Linked DNA regions of Mus musculus: region 2 is linked to region 1. The links are chromatin contacts, called in public promoter capture Hi-C maps. All regions are on one chromosome and are shown on one strand. Each heading gives the region's core, a stretch centred on a gene start, on an enhancer-like site or on the middle of the called end of the contact. The rest is flanking DNA. Distances are from core to core; before and after follow the strand shown. Region 1 overlaps Arfgap3 (ADP-ribosylation factor GTPase activating protein 3). Region 2 overlaps Tspo (translocator protein).

The links. Capture Hi-C pulls out chosen DNA fragments and counts their contacts.
Region 2: a contact with region 1 is called in a promoter capture Hi-C map of adipose tissue. The contact joins two enhancer-like sites. A contact is called at or near these places in 3 of 39 promoter capture datasets (the 3T3-L1 cell line, the HPC-7 cell line and neutrophils), 1 of 15 datasets of contacts at CTCF or cohesin (the NIH/3T3 cell line), 1 of 115 datasets of contacts at active chromatin or transcription factors (embryonic stem cells) and 3 of 9 other capture datasets (adipose tissue, liver and pancreatic islet).

Annotation. Positions count from the first base shown.
Region 1 is chr15:83,304,362-83,310,290 of GRCm38.p6, forward strand. It overlaps Arfgap3 (ADP-ribosylation factor GTPase activating protein 3), which reads right to left. Exons shown (of 16, transcript NM_001357756.1): 12 at 5,889-5,929; 13 at 3,692-3,815; 14 at 2,520-2,610. Among named protein-coding and RNA genes, the nearest start is that of Gm32788, 11 kb to the left of the region's middle. Within about 2 kb of position 1,435, at least 94 of the 459 cell types and tissues checked have an H3K27ac peak or open chromatin away from gene starts, as enhancers often do. A contact at or near this core is called in adipose tissue, where this site is marked.
Region 2 is chr15:83,573,960-83,580,611 of GRCm38.p6, forward strand. Tspo (translocator protein) reads left to right here. Exons shown (of 4, transcript NM_009775.4): 4 at 1-244. Ttll12 (tubulin tyrosine ligase-like family, member 12) reads right to left here. Exons shown (of 14, transcript NM_183017.2): 10 at 6,536-6,652; 11 at 6,109-6,190; 12 at 4,676-4,744; 13 at 3,788-3,926; 14 at 1,135-3,089. The coding sequence ends at 2,938. Among named protein-coding and RNA genes, the nearest start is that of Tspo, 14 kb to the left of the region's middle. Within about 2 kb of position 1,297, at least 66 of the 459 cell types and tissues checked have an H3K27ac peak or open chromatin away from gene starts, as enhancers often do. A contact at or near this core is called in adipose tissue, where this site is marked.

The sequences.
Region 1 (5,929 bases), core at 185-2,684:
AATCTGTCCTTGAAAGAGACACTGGGCAGGGGGAGGGCAGTTGGGGAGATGGCTCTCTGGATAAAGAACTCATCAAGTGTGAGGAGGGGTTCGGATCATAGCCCATGATGGGCGTGGCAGCCCACCTGTAATTCCAGATTGAAGGGAGGAGACTGCAGATCTCCCAGAGCAACCTGCCAGTTAGACTAGTCCGATCTGTGAGCTCTGGGTTCAATTAAGAGACCTGCCTTAAAGAATGGAGAGTGGAGAGTGAAGGGGGAAGATTCCCACCAGTCTCTGTCCTCCACGTGCACAGGTACGCGCACACACACATATACACATACATACAACACACTCTTACATGCTAAAAGCACCAAGGGATAAGCGGGGAAGTGGGAAATAGCCTTTCCCTAACATGGCTGTCACTCTTTCCCCTACTCTCGCATCTGGGGCCCTGAGCACTCTATCCTTCCCACACAGGGCCCAGTCCACAGCCCACACACTCTCTGGCCCTGCTGCGCTGGTGGCTCTGATGATCTCCGAGCTCCCCACTCAGTCTTTCAACCTTCTCTGGCAGACACCAGCCCTGAGTACCATGCACGATGTCTAGCACGCCTCATAGAGCATCTACTTCCCAGGAAGCACACATGGGCCATGAACCCCAGCCTGCTTGATCTGACCCGAGAGTGATGGGAATGAGGCCACACAGACCTGCTTCCAACACTAGCATAGGCTCTTTGCAGCTGTGCATGCATGCCAAATGAGGCATCCTTAGCAGGCAGATCTCCGAGTTCGAGGCCGGCCTGGTCTATAGAATGAGTAGTCCTCTGTAAGGCCATCCAGCAGCTCGGAGGCGGGGTAAGGGGGGTTCAGGCAGGCAGCCACAACAGTCCCACCTACCTGGGCTCAGTAGAGGGGCAAGTTCTGCTCAAGGCAGACAGCTAGCCATAGTCGCCAGAGTCAGGGGTGGCCTGGCGCCCTAGGGAGTACCTCACAATACTGAGTTGCTATGGGCCCAGGGTCAGAGTTCAGTGGACCTTTGTTCTGTGGTTGGGGCAGGAGGAAGTCTGAGCTGGCCTGAGCTCTGTAACAACATGCAGGGCAGAAGGGTGTGTTCCCTTCAAAGAGCTCTCTCGTTTTTTTTTTTTTTCTTCTTCTTTTTGTTTTGTTTCGCTTTGTTTTTATAACAATAATGTTTTGGAGTAAATGTTCCAGGAAATTCATTAGAAAAGCATTCAGAGACTTCAACAGCCTTGGCCTTGGGACTGAGCTGTCTGACTGGCTCCGGCACTGCCAGGGCAGGCGCTCTGCTGGGAGACCTTGAGGAGGCGGAGCGCCTTTGTGCCAGGGTCACATCCCAGCAGGAAGCTGGCCCGACAGAAGGCTATGATGTGAGGGTCAGACTGAAGCCAGGAGTCAGGGTGGCCCTAGCTAAAGCTTCACCGGGCAGTGACTGACCAAGAACAGCAGCCTCTGCCCTGTCAGGCACCAGCGCAGCCAGCTGGCCCTCCTGTCTCTCTGAACACTGTTGCCTACCTGCCAGCCACTTTGCCAGCACACACCAGCCTAGAATGGTTCTCCTGGCTTAGGCCCAGGAAGCTGGTTAGTGCTGCTGTATCTAAGGCCCAAACCTCCACACAGAAAGTTCCAGAGAGTCGAGACTACCCTACTCCTCCTCTGTGGAAGCGGCATCCAATACACATGTCTGATCCACATGTCTGAGAGACGGTGTGGCCACCAGGATGGTTACCCTACACAAATGCTCAGGCCTTCTGCACACCAAAGCCAGTCAGGTTGTGAAGTGTGCAATCCAGCGTACAGAGAGCACTCAGCCTGCAACGCTGGCGCCTGAGATCTCTTCCTCTTAGTTCTTTTCCTGAAACGACCTCAGAGGCTGCTGCCATTTCATGCTCGCCCTGTGGCCTGGTGGGCTGTGCGCGGTGTTCATGTAGGCCTTCCGGGATAGGGGGTACAGAGGTCAATGCAGAAGGCACAGCTCTGTCCAGGCAGTGAAGGGCCTACTCTGAGCTCCTGGGTGGACTCCAGCCCGGGGATGACCAGACGCCCCATGCAGAGATGTAGCAGGCAGTGCAGCCAGGCCCTTCCTCTCCACCTGTCAATTCCCAAGCTGTACCGAGTCTTTTTCGGAGTTACTCGCTCCTTCCCACCTGTGCATCCTGAGGGCTCAGGGCCTGTGAGGTGGCTCCTGGGGCTCACTCCAGGACTGATACCGTACACAGTATCTCAGGTCAACCATTCCACAGGAAAGAGACAGAGGCCAACTAGCCAGTGGCTGGCATCTCACAGGTCACAGGAACCCCTGCCACCTCTATGAACAATGATCTTGATACTAAGTTGCCAAATGACAGGGGCACTGTGGCATAAATGTCATGACTTCCGTCTCAGGGGACACCTCAGCTCTCATTGCTCACATAGGGACAAGGCTTAGGGTACTAGGGTGTGGAATCTTGGGAAGGGAAGGTCCTATGGGGATGCACGCGCTGGGGCTGGGGATGCCCTGGAGCCCTGGTGAGCCTCACCTGCAGTCTGCTTCCTCTGCTCATCAAAAAGGTCTGCAGAGCTTATGGAGGAGCTGGTGGAGAGCCTCTCCAGCCGCGCCCGGGTTTCAAACTAGGCAGAAATAGAGGCAGAGTCAGACTCCAAGAACTGCTGAAGAGAGATGGGGGTGGGCTTGTTCCCTTGGTTCTCCACCTCCCAGTCACCCCAAGCCAGGGCCTGGAGATGATGGAGGTCACAGGTGGGTGGGGCAACATCCCACATCACTGTCATTATGATCAGTATGAGGGGCAGCCAGAGTTGACACTCTGCTCTCAGCTATTCCTTAGAAATGCCCACACCACTTAGCACATCAATTTGAATGGCTTCAAGGGTGTATGTGTGTGGGTGTATATGTGTATGTATATATGTGTATATGTGTATGTGTGTATGCATGTATATGTGTGTGTATGTATGTGTATATGTGTGCATGTGTATGCATGTATATGTGTGTATGTGCATGTGTGTGTGTATGCATGTATATGTGTGTATGTGCGTGTGTGTGCATGTGTGTATGTGTGTATATATGTGTGTATGTGTGTGTATATATGTGTGTATGTGTGTGTGGGTGGGTGTGGGGTGGTATTGGAACCCCACACTTGCTTTCGGTATGTTAGGCAAGTACTCTTCCAAGAGCTGCCCTTCAGCCCATCAGTTTTAAGATAAGTGTTGGAGGGATCCCTTTGGCCATGAGGCCTCTGCTCTGAGACAAACCAGCACCCCAGGGAACAAATGAGCAGTCAGAGTTCAGATCCCCACCCCAGCTACCACTCCCTGCATTTGAGCACTGGAGGAAAAGGAAGAGGGCTTAGCTTCAGCTTAGCCAGACTCCTGAGACAGGACAGCTGGGCAACGCAGCATCTGCCCACAACACATCCAGGCTGCATTTCACTGTGGCTAAGCTGATGAAAAGCAACTGCTGCCACATAAAAACCTCCTAAGTTAACTCAAAAGCCACTGGCTGATGCTGTTCTCTCTAGAGAGGTAGGACAGCAATGAGCCGGGGTCCCTGACTCAGTCTCTCGGGTGCCTCAGGCAGGCCTAGGAGTCTCCGGCCAGGTCCCTTCTCTCTCAGCAGCCTGTTCTCACATGGTCCCCACAGCGAAGCTTCCTTCCTGGTTCTCATGGTCACTGTAGGAGCTCTCTGTGCCCTTACATCTGTCTGGGCTTGAATTCCAAAGTACATGTCTGAAGAGATGGCCTTGACGTTGCCAAACTTCTTCTGGGCTTCATCTGTGCTGCCAATGGGCTCATATTCTGGCTTCCGGCGAGCACTGGGCCTACAGAAAACACAGCAAGCTGTGGTGAAGCAAACTCAGTTCACACCTCCACTAGTATGGAGTCCTGCATCTCAGCTATGTTAGAAAACACTTACTACACTGTGTGAGTGCACAAGGACAAGTCTATCACACAGTGTATAAACTGCATGGGCTCACAGGACATCCCAGTTATGGGGCAACCTCAGGTTCCATGTGTAAAGTCCCTTGTGTGGACAATAAATGATGGCTTCCTGCCATCAACTGTAGGGGAAGCTCTTCAGCAGGTGAGCTGTGGGGGCCACCCCAACCTGAGTCTCTGCAGTCAGGTGACAGAGTTCAGAGCCAGATGGGCAAAGGCAGTAATGGGATGAATAGTCCACACAGCGTCTTCCTGCACAGGACAATCAAAAACCAAATGGGCAGTGGCCTGTGGCTGAAGACAGAGCAAGGAACTTGGGGGCGACAGAATGCCCTGTGCCTTGTTCTTGATGGTCACTACTCGGCCATATGTTAGTTGAAATTATGAGAACTGAATCAGTGCTGATGTGGTGGCATGAGCTGTAATCTGAGGCAGAGGCAAGAGGATGCCAATTTTGAGGCTAGCCTGGGCAACTCTGTGAAACACTGCCTCAAAATAAAGCATAAAATTAAATTGAAGAGGGCACAAGTGTAGTTCAGTACAGTGTGGTTGGCAAGCAGGCATCAGGTGCTGGGTTTTATCCACCACACCCTCTGGCCTCCAGATATCAGTCCCCCACATATACACCCACGCCCACATATTCCTAGCCCCACACATACATATGCAGGTATACACATCTCCATACATATATCACCAGGACCACACACACAGACACAGCTCCCTGGCCCCACATGTATATATTATACATATATGCCCAGGACCACACACACAGACACAGCTCCCTGGCCCCACATGTATATATTATACATATATGCCCAGGACCACACACACAGACACAGCTCCCTGGCCCACATGTATTATATATATATGCCCAGGACCACACACACAGACACAGCTCCCTGGCCCACATGTATATATATCACCAGGACCACACACACAGACACAGCTCCCTGGCCCACATGTATTTTATATATATATATATATGCCCAGGACCACACACACAGACACAGCTCCCTGGCCCACATGTATATATTATATGTATATCACCAGGACCACACACACAGACACAGCTCCCTGGCTCACATGTATATATTATACATATATGCCCAGGACCACACACACAGACACAGCTCCCTGGCCCACATGTATTATACATATATGCCCAGGACCACACACACAGACACAGCTCCCTGGCCCACATGTATTATATATATATGCCCAGGACCACACACACAGACACAGCTCCCTGGCCCACATGTTTATATTATACATATATGCCCAGGACCACACACACAAACACAGCTCCCTGGCCCACATGTGTATATTATACATATATGCCCAGGATCACACACACAGACACAGCTCCCTGGCCCACATGTATATATTATACATATATGCCCAGGACCACACATACAGACGCAACTCCCTGACCCACATGTATATATTATACATATATGCCCAGGACCACACACACAGACACAGCTCCCTGGCCCACATGTATATATTATACATATATGCCCAGGACCACACATACAGACACAGCTCCCTGACCCACATGTGTATATTATACATATATGCCCAGGACCACACACACAGACACAGCTCCCTGGCCCGCATGTGTATATTATACATATATGCCCAGGATCACACACACAGACACAGCTCCCTGGCCCACATGTGTATATTATACATATATGCCCAGAAACAAAGACCAGACCACAGAGCTGTTTCCTAGGAAAGGAGGCCCTTCAAATGGGGGAAGGTGACTCATCCATGATGCTGCTCACTGACCCACGGACTGAGAACCCCTAGGGAACTTTCTAACAGCCACAGGTGTTTCTGACATGTGCTCCCAATGCAGTCATGTCCTAAAGGAGCACAGGACACGCATGTCACAGGGATCGCCCACTGGTCCTAGGATGGAGTCACCTAGCTCCCCAGCCTGCAGCTCCCACCTGTCTGAAGAGCCGGTGCTTCTCATGGCAGGCTCGGGGTC
Region 2 (6,652 bases), core at 47-2,546, 270 kb after region 1:
GGCACCCAGCCATCAGGAATGCAGCCCTGCCAGCCAGGCACCATGGGTGGCAGCCATCATGCTTTTATGACCATTGGGCCTGCTGGTCTACCTGGTCTTAGCCCAGGAAGCCACCAGGTAGGTTAGGGTGGTCAGTGCCGAGTCTCCTGCAGACACAGTTATACCTGCCTTTCTGCACTGCTCCAGGCATGCCCTTAGAGCATGGTGTTTTAAAGCTAAATAAAGTCTCTAACTTCATGTGTAACAGACTCTGTACTTAGTGGAACATCTGGCCTGTTGGACAGGCAGATGGTGGGTGGCAGCTAAGCAGGATGGTTCTGCTGCTGAGGCTGGGCCTGTCTGGGCTGGTACCACCCAGGTTCTCCACCTAGGGTGACCCAACTGGCAGGAAGAGGGTAAATTCCAGCACCCTTTCACCTGCTTCAGCCTGCTTCCATAGGCCTCATGGGTATACAGGGCACAAATGACCCATCAGGTATCACAGGCAACCATGTTGGACATTTTGATGGGTAGTGCACCCAAGACTTGGGAAGGGCTTCTTGGCAGTGCTCTTCATAGCGCTCCAGCAACTCCCTAGTGATCTGAAATGGGGGTCACGCGCCACCTACAAATGTGCTTCCCTTGCCCACCACTGGAGGCACCTTCTCTTCTATGCTGTCACCAGCTCAGATGACAATGGCTTTCTGCAGCCTTTAATGAGAAGGGCACTTGGCCTACTGGTTTAGACTGGTCTCTGGCTTGTGCTTATTCCCACAGCACAGGCCTTAAACTTTTACCCCAGCCAACTGTCAGCATGGAAGCCATGTTGATTTAGGATTAGAGGGTGCTAGAAACACTTGAGTTTGTGGTCAGCCACTGGCATCTCCCAGGCGGCCAGGCCAGGGCCTACAGAGCTCAGCTGCCTACTTCCTTCTTCAGCAACACCGCTGTGGCTACCTAGGCTCTCCAGCCTGCTGCACATGCCCACCTTGAGCACGTGCTGGCCTTTGATGACCCCTTAAGTGGAGAGAGCGACCAGGGTGTGGATGAATACCAGGAGGATTTGTCAGAGGTATAACCACTGTCTCTACAACTGGCTGGTGGCCAAGCCTGATGCTGGGCCAGCTGGTGCATGTGAAGTACCTGACTTCTTTAGAAGACTTTTAAATTATATTTTTGTGTGTACATGCCTGTCCAGTCACATGTCCCATGGTATACACATGGAGGTCAGAGGACAACCCGTGGGAGTTGGTTCTCTCTCCTGTAGCTCCCAGGGAAGTCTTCAGGCTTGGCAGCAGGCATTTTTACTCGGTGAGCTGTCTTGCTGGTCCTCTGCCAGCCCCCAGAGCCTCTTGACTACCTCATGAATTATGGCCTCTCATCCCCACTCCAGAACAAGGAGGTAACATAGAGAATGCTATTTCTCAAGGCCACCAGGTGGGACCAAGCCTCAGACCCTGCGGCCCCCAACGCCCCCTTGGGTTGGTAGTGTGGACTGGTCAGGTCAGATCTCTTCTCCAGCTTGGAACTGGGACTCTAACTAGGAAGCTAGACTGCCTTAGGGAGCTCGGAGGTCTTTCTTTTCCTTCTCATTTCTCAAAGCACACGTGGTGACATGTTGGGTCTGCTTGCAACCTTGGAGGGACACAGCCGCCCTGCCAGCCCAGCCCAGGCCTCTAGGGCCCCAAAGAGAAAAGACCAGGTGGAAAGGAGGCGTATTTTACTGCAGTATAAAAGGGCAGATGCCAGCCGCTTTCCAGGGGTGCGACCACCACAAGTGTCTCTACCCTGACCCTGATGGTGGCGGGGGCAGGCTCCCTAACAGGTGGCCTACAAGCCCAGAGATGAGCAGGAAGAACCATGTCCAGTCATGCTAAGAGAAGGTCACTTTTACCTTCACAAGTACAACAGCCACCACAGTGTCCCACCCGAACAGTAGGACATCTGGAAGGAGCTCCTGCCCACTCTTAACTTCCTGGGGGCAGGATCCCAGCGCCCAGCAGTTACAGAAGCAATGGTGGCTGACTTCAAATTCCAGCAACAAAATTAGGAACTCCACGTAACATTGTCTTTCCTGCAGGTTGAAGGAAAACCAAACCCAAAACCTTAACACTAGGACTCTGAACTTTGGCAAGAGGCAGCCTGATTCCCACATGAAGTTCTCTCCAGAGCCATCTTAGCCGCTCTGGCATTTCCACAGCCACTCCTGCTTGGATTCTGCCATGAAATGTCACAGCCCTAGAGCAACCTAGCACCCTGTCTACCACAAGAGCACAGTGGGACTTGGTGAGGTACCAACATGCAGAGACCATGGGACTCTGCATAGCCCAGCTTCCCAGAAGGGAAACACCCAGGGTAGGCATGGCTGAGAAGTCTGCTGGTGAAGGCTCTGGCGGAGGATGCCGAGGCATAAGGCCGGGTTGGCAAATGTTTCCCCTTGGCTGTTCTGGGGCCTGTGGGTGCAACACAGGGTTCCCGTACCCTGCTTGCAGCAGCCATGGGACAGGAGGGCAGAGATTCTGAGAGTACTCCCTGGCCCTTGTGGATACCGGGTTCCCAAACACTTCCCTCGTCGAACCCTGTTTCTGCAGAACATTTCTTGGTCTGCGAACTTTCTGGATGCCAGGAGAAAAGCCCTTAGCTGAGCTGCAGACTCTTCAGAGAAGAGAGGGCGTTAAGAGGTACAGAGACCAGGTACAGCTGGTCGGAGCCCAGTCCTTGGGACACCACTCACTGTCCAGCTCTGCCACACATGGACCTGATATCCCACATATGGAGCAGGAACACGGCTCAGGAGGGTTGAGTATAACTTAGGCCAAGGCTCTGGCTGAGGAAGGAAGGAGGGGAGAGAGGGAGGGAGGGAGAAGCCTGGGACTGCAAAGGCAGTTCTGTGAGCAGAGGCTGGACCGGCTGGAACCGGCTGGAACTGGCTATGAGAACAGGCAGAACTCTGGGCACCTAGATGATGCGGGTGACATGGCAGTTGTCAGTCTCGTCCAGAAACAAAGTGCTGAAGACATCATTGAAGAATGAGGGGTGGTATCTGCAGGCTCGCTCGCAGTCGGGGTTGAAGTTCACCTCCAGGATTTGGGGCTGCATCACCCGCTTTCCTGATAATGAAACAAGAGTTGGGAAGGCTCTGTGGTAGCAGGGTTGGGAGGACAGGCTGGGACTGTGATGGGTACAGACTTAGGCCCTAATTCCCAGTGTGTGCGCACAGGGTGTGACCTAGAATGTACATTCCCTAGCTTGAGACCTGCTCCCCAAAGAAAGGCTGAAGCTACCCCTACCCCTGGGGCTATAAGGGCACATTGCTTCAGGCTTCGATGGCTAGTTTGGTCAGAGGGAGTGGCATGCAGGGCTGGCAGGGTGGCTCCAGCTTTCCAGTCCCGTGAGTTCTCTTGGCCCTAGTTGGCTGCCTTTCCCCCTGAACTGATGCAGGTGTTTCCTTCAGGGATCAGGCCAGGATACCCAACCTGGACCACCTGGCTAATTATCCAGTGAAATGATAATCATGGGCTAGAGAGATAGTTCAGTAGGTAAAGGCACTTGCTGTCTTTGCAGAGGGCCTGGATTGAGTTCCTAGAATCCACAAGGCGGCTTACAACCATTCCTGACTCCAGTTCTAGGGGGTCCTGGGTCCTCTACGCACACACATACTGAACTCTCAAATACATAAAACAACCAAACCAAACCAAAGCAAACCAAGCCACATCAAAACCCTACCGCAGCCAGGGCTGTCCCAGGTGCTGCTGGTGTGGGCCCCGGTGGCCGGGGTGGGTGGTTCTGGTGTGGAGAGCCCCCTTACCATCTGGGTGGTTGTCCCAGTTGAGCATGAGATCAATGGCATACATGGCCCGGGATGAGGGGTAGTCACAGAGGCCCATGGGCGGTGGCTTGGCACATGCCACTTGGAACAGCTCCGTGAAGGCCTTGAAGATCTCAGCCTAGGGACAAGCAATGCTCTGTCACACGGTGTTCTCAACCCTGACTTTGGGACTAACAAGGCCCACTATCCTTGCCTGAACCCTGTCCTGAAGATGGACCAGATCATCCCTCCTACATCCTTTGTCTCTAGGCTTGGCCAAACGGCCATGTCAGCCTGTCCTCACCCTCCTGGAGTCCATTTCTGCTTTGTATTAAGGAAGGAGCCCAGTGCTTCAAGCATTCTAGGTAAACACCCATCACTAAGCCATGCTCCAGTGCAGGGCTCTAACCTCCAGCAAATCTGCCAATTTTCTGTCCTAAGAACAGCACCCTCCCTGCCCTGGTACCAATGAGATTGGATTCCTGGAGTTGTTGGAGCCTACTGCTCTTAGGCTACCTCATGATGCTACAAATTTCTTCCCTTCCTCCTTTTTTTTTTTTTTTCCCGAGGCAGGGTTTCTCTGTGTAGCACTGGCTGTCCTGAAACTCACTTTGTAGACCAGGCTGGCCTTGAACTCAGAGATCTGCCTGCCTCTGCCTCCCAAGTGCTGGGATTAAAGGCGTGCGCTACCACCGCCCGGCTCTTCCCTTCCTCTTTAGAATATTCTAAAGAGCCCCCAGACCTGCCACACACAGGTCCAGAGTGCATGGGAGAGGATGGCCTGAGCCCAGACATCTCTGCCTGTCTCAGCAGGAAGATGACCCCGCCCTGCCTATAAAGGAAGGGCGTGGCTTTCATAGCTCCAACCTGGCAGAGCCCAAGACTCACCTGAACATCACTCCAGGGAAACTCTGGGTACTGCTTCTCAAACTGAGGGATGAACTCATTATAGTGCACCTGCAATAGATGAGAGCCAGTTACCGTGGCAACAACTGCCTCTAGAATAAAGCAGGACATTAATCCCATAGCACAGGATTCGGTCCAGCTCTGGTCCTCAGGGTACTCAGGAGGCTAGGAGACCAAGGTTAGGCTCTAGGCAGGCAGACTCACCATTCTGAGCCTCAGTTTTCCCTTCTATGAAAAGAGTAGCGCTCCCTGCTCAGCCTACTGACTGCTGGGCTGCTGCAAGGCTTAAGCTGGGAACTTAAGGTTCAGGGCTCAGGAGGTTTTCAGGCACGGCCACCATGCCTAGCTCAGCACAGCCCACTGGCAGCAGAGTCCAGACCCACTCTGTAGGGGCCCTCACAGGCAACCCAGGACAAGATCCCTGGACCAAGATTTTATCAAAACATCTGAATAAGGAAGCTGAGATTTCTCCCAGAGAACGATAAGCCAGCACAGGCCCCTGCAGAGGTCCCGTGTGCATGTCCCATGGGACACGAGTTCCTGTACCAAGGGGCTTCTCAGGTAACACAATCACCAGGCAGAAGAAAAGAACTCAGCGTTCCTTGGGCTGCCCTCCAACCATGCCAGGGGCCTCGGTGGGTAATCTGGGTCCTGGCTTTCAATCCAATCAAAAGTAAGAGGGCCAAGAAGCAACAGGGCCACTTAGCCCCACGGAGAATCTGGGTCAGCACAGCCACTCTGCTGTCGTAGCTCCTTTCTTACAAACCTACTTAGAAGATGCTTGGGCGGGGCACAGAGAGGCACCTCAGACAGCCGTTAGCCATGGGAAATGGGTTGCTGTGAGGTCCACCAGCCTCTGCATTCAGTATCCACTTGTGAGGCTGAGGCAGGAGAGCTGGGAGTTCAAGGCTAGCCTGGGTCCCATGAGCCCACGTCTCAAAAATGTTGAAAAAAAAAACTGAAAATAAATTAAAAAAAAAAAAAAAAAAAGAACTAGAGTGTGCCCACAGAGGAAAAAAAAATCACACATTTTAGGAAGGGGGGTGGTAGGAGACAGCATGGGGCTCTCCTGGTCTCCTGTCAGACAGGGTCAGGTGTTATGGGCTTACACTCCTTAGCCAGGACAGAGGACTTTGATGTAACAAATCTAACAGCCTAGCGCCCCTTTCCAACCCATGCCCAGAGTTAGGACCTGGGGCTTGCACCCTATTGTCCTAGACGCACTGCTGGCCTGATGTCAGCCTTGTTGCCTTTAGCCCTGGCATGCAGATCTCACTGTACTCCTGTGGCAGGAGTGGCAGTGCCCCCTATAGAGACCTCATTCCACGCACTCGTCTTGGGGCCAGAGAACCCTGCCTCTCCAAAACCCAACTGTGATAGCCAGAACCTTGCTCTTGGGCCCCACCAGGCCCTACCTGCTTCAGCACCACATCCGGGTCATAGTTCATGACGGTGAAATGCTTCTCATAGTCGTCTAGGTCATCGAGGGCGAAGGGCCTGTGAGACAAGAGGACAGACAAGCATGGGTTCCCAAGCCCCATGGAGATCAGCCACACATTGCTGGGGCTGGGATACATTGCTCCCCTTGTCTGTGGACTGGGACAGCCCCTCAGCCTGAATTTCGAGTGAAGACAAGTGATGCACTGTGGAGATACTCTGTAAAGCATAGTATGTCATTATGATTCTTTGCTGATATACAGGAGTGTCACAGTTACTACAGCAATGACGTAACTGAACACTTGAGAAGCCGTGGGCTCTGTGATGTGGTGGGGGATGCCCCACAGGGAATGAGGGGTTGCCCGATCCAGCTCTTGGCACTCAGCCTCCACCTGACCCACTCACCGATTGGAGAAGCGTAGCCAAAACACATCGTAAGCAAACAACCTCAGCGGCCTCACTGAGCGCAGCAGCACAATGTAGCGGATGTCAAACTTGACGTTCCCCACATCTTCTCGGAGG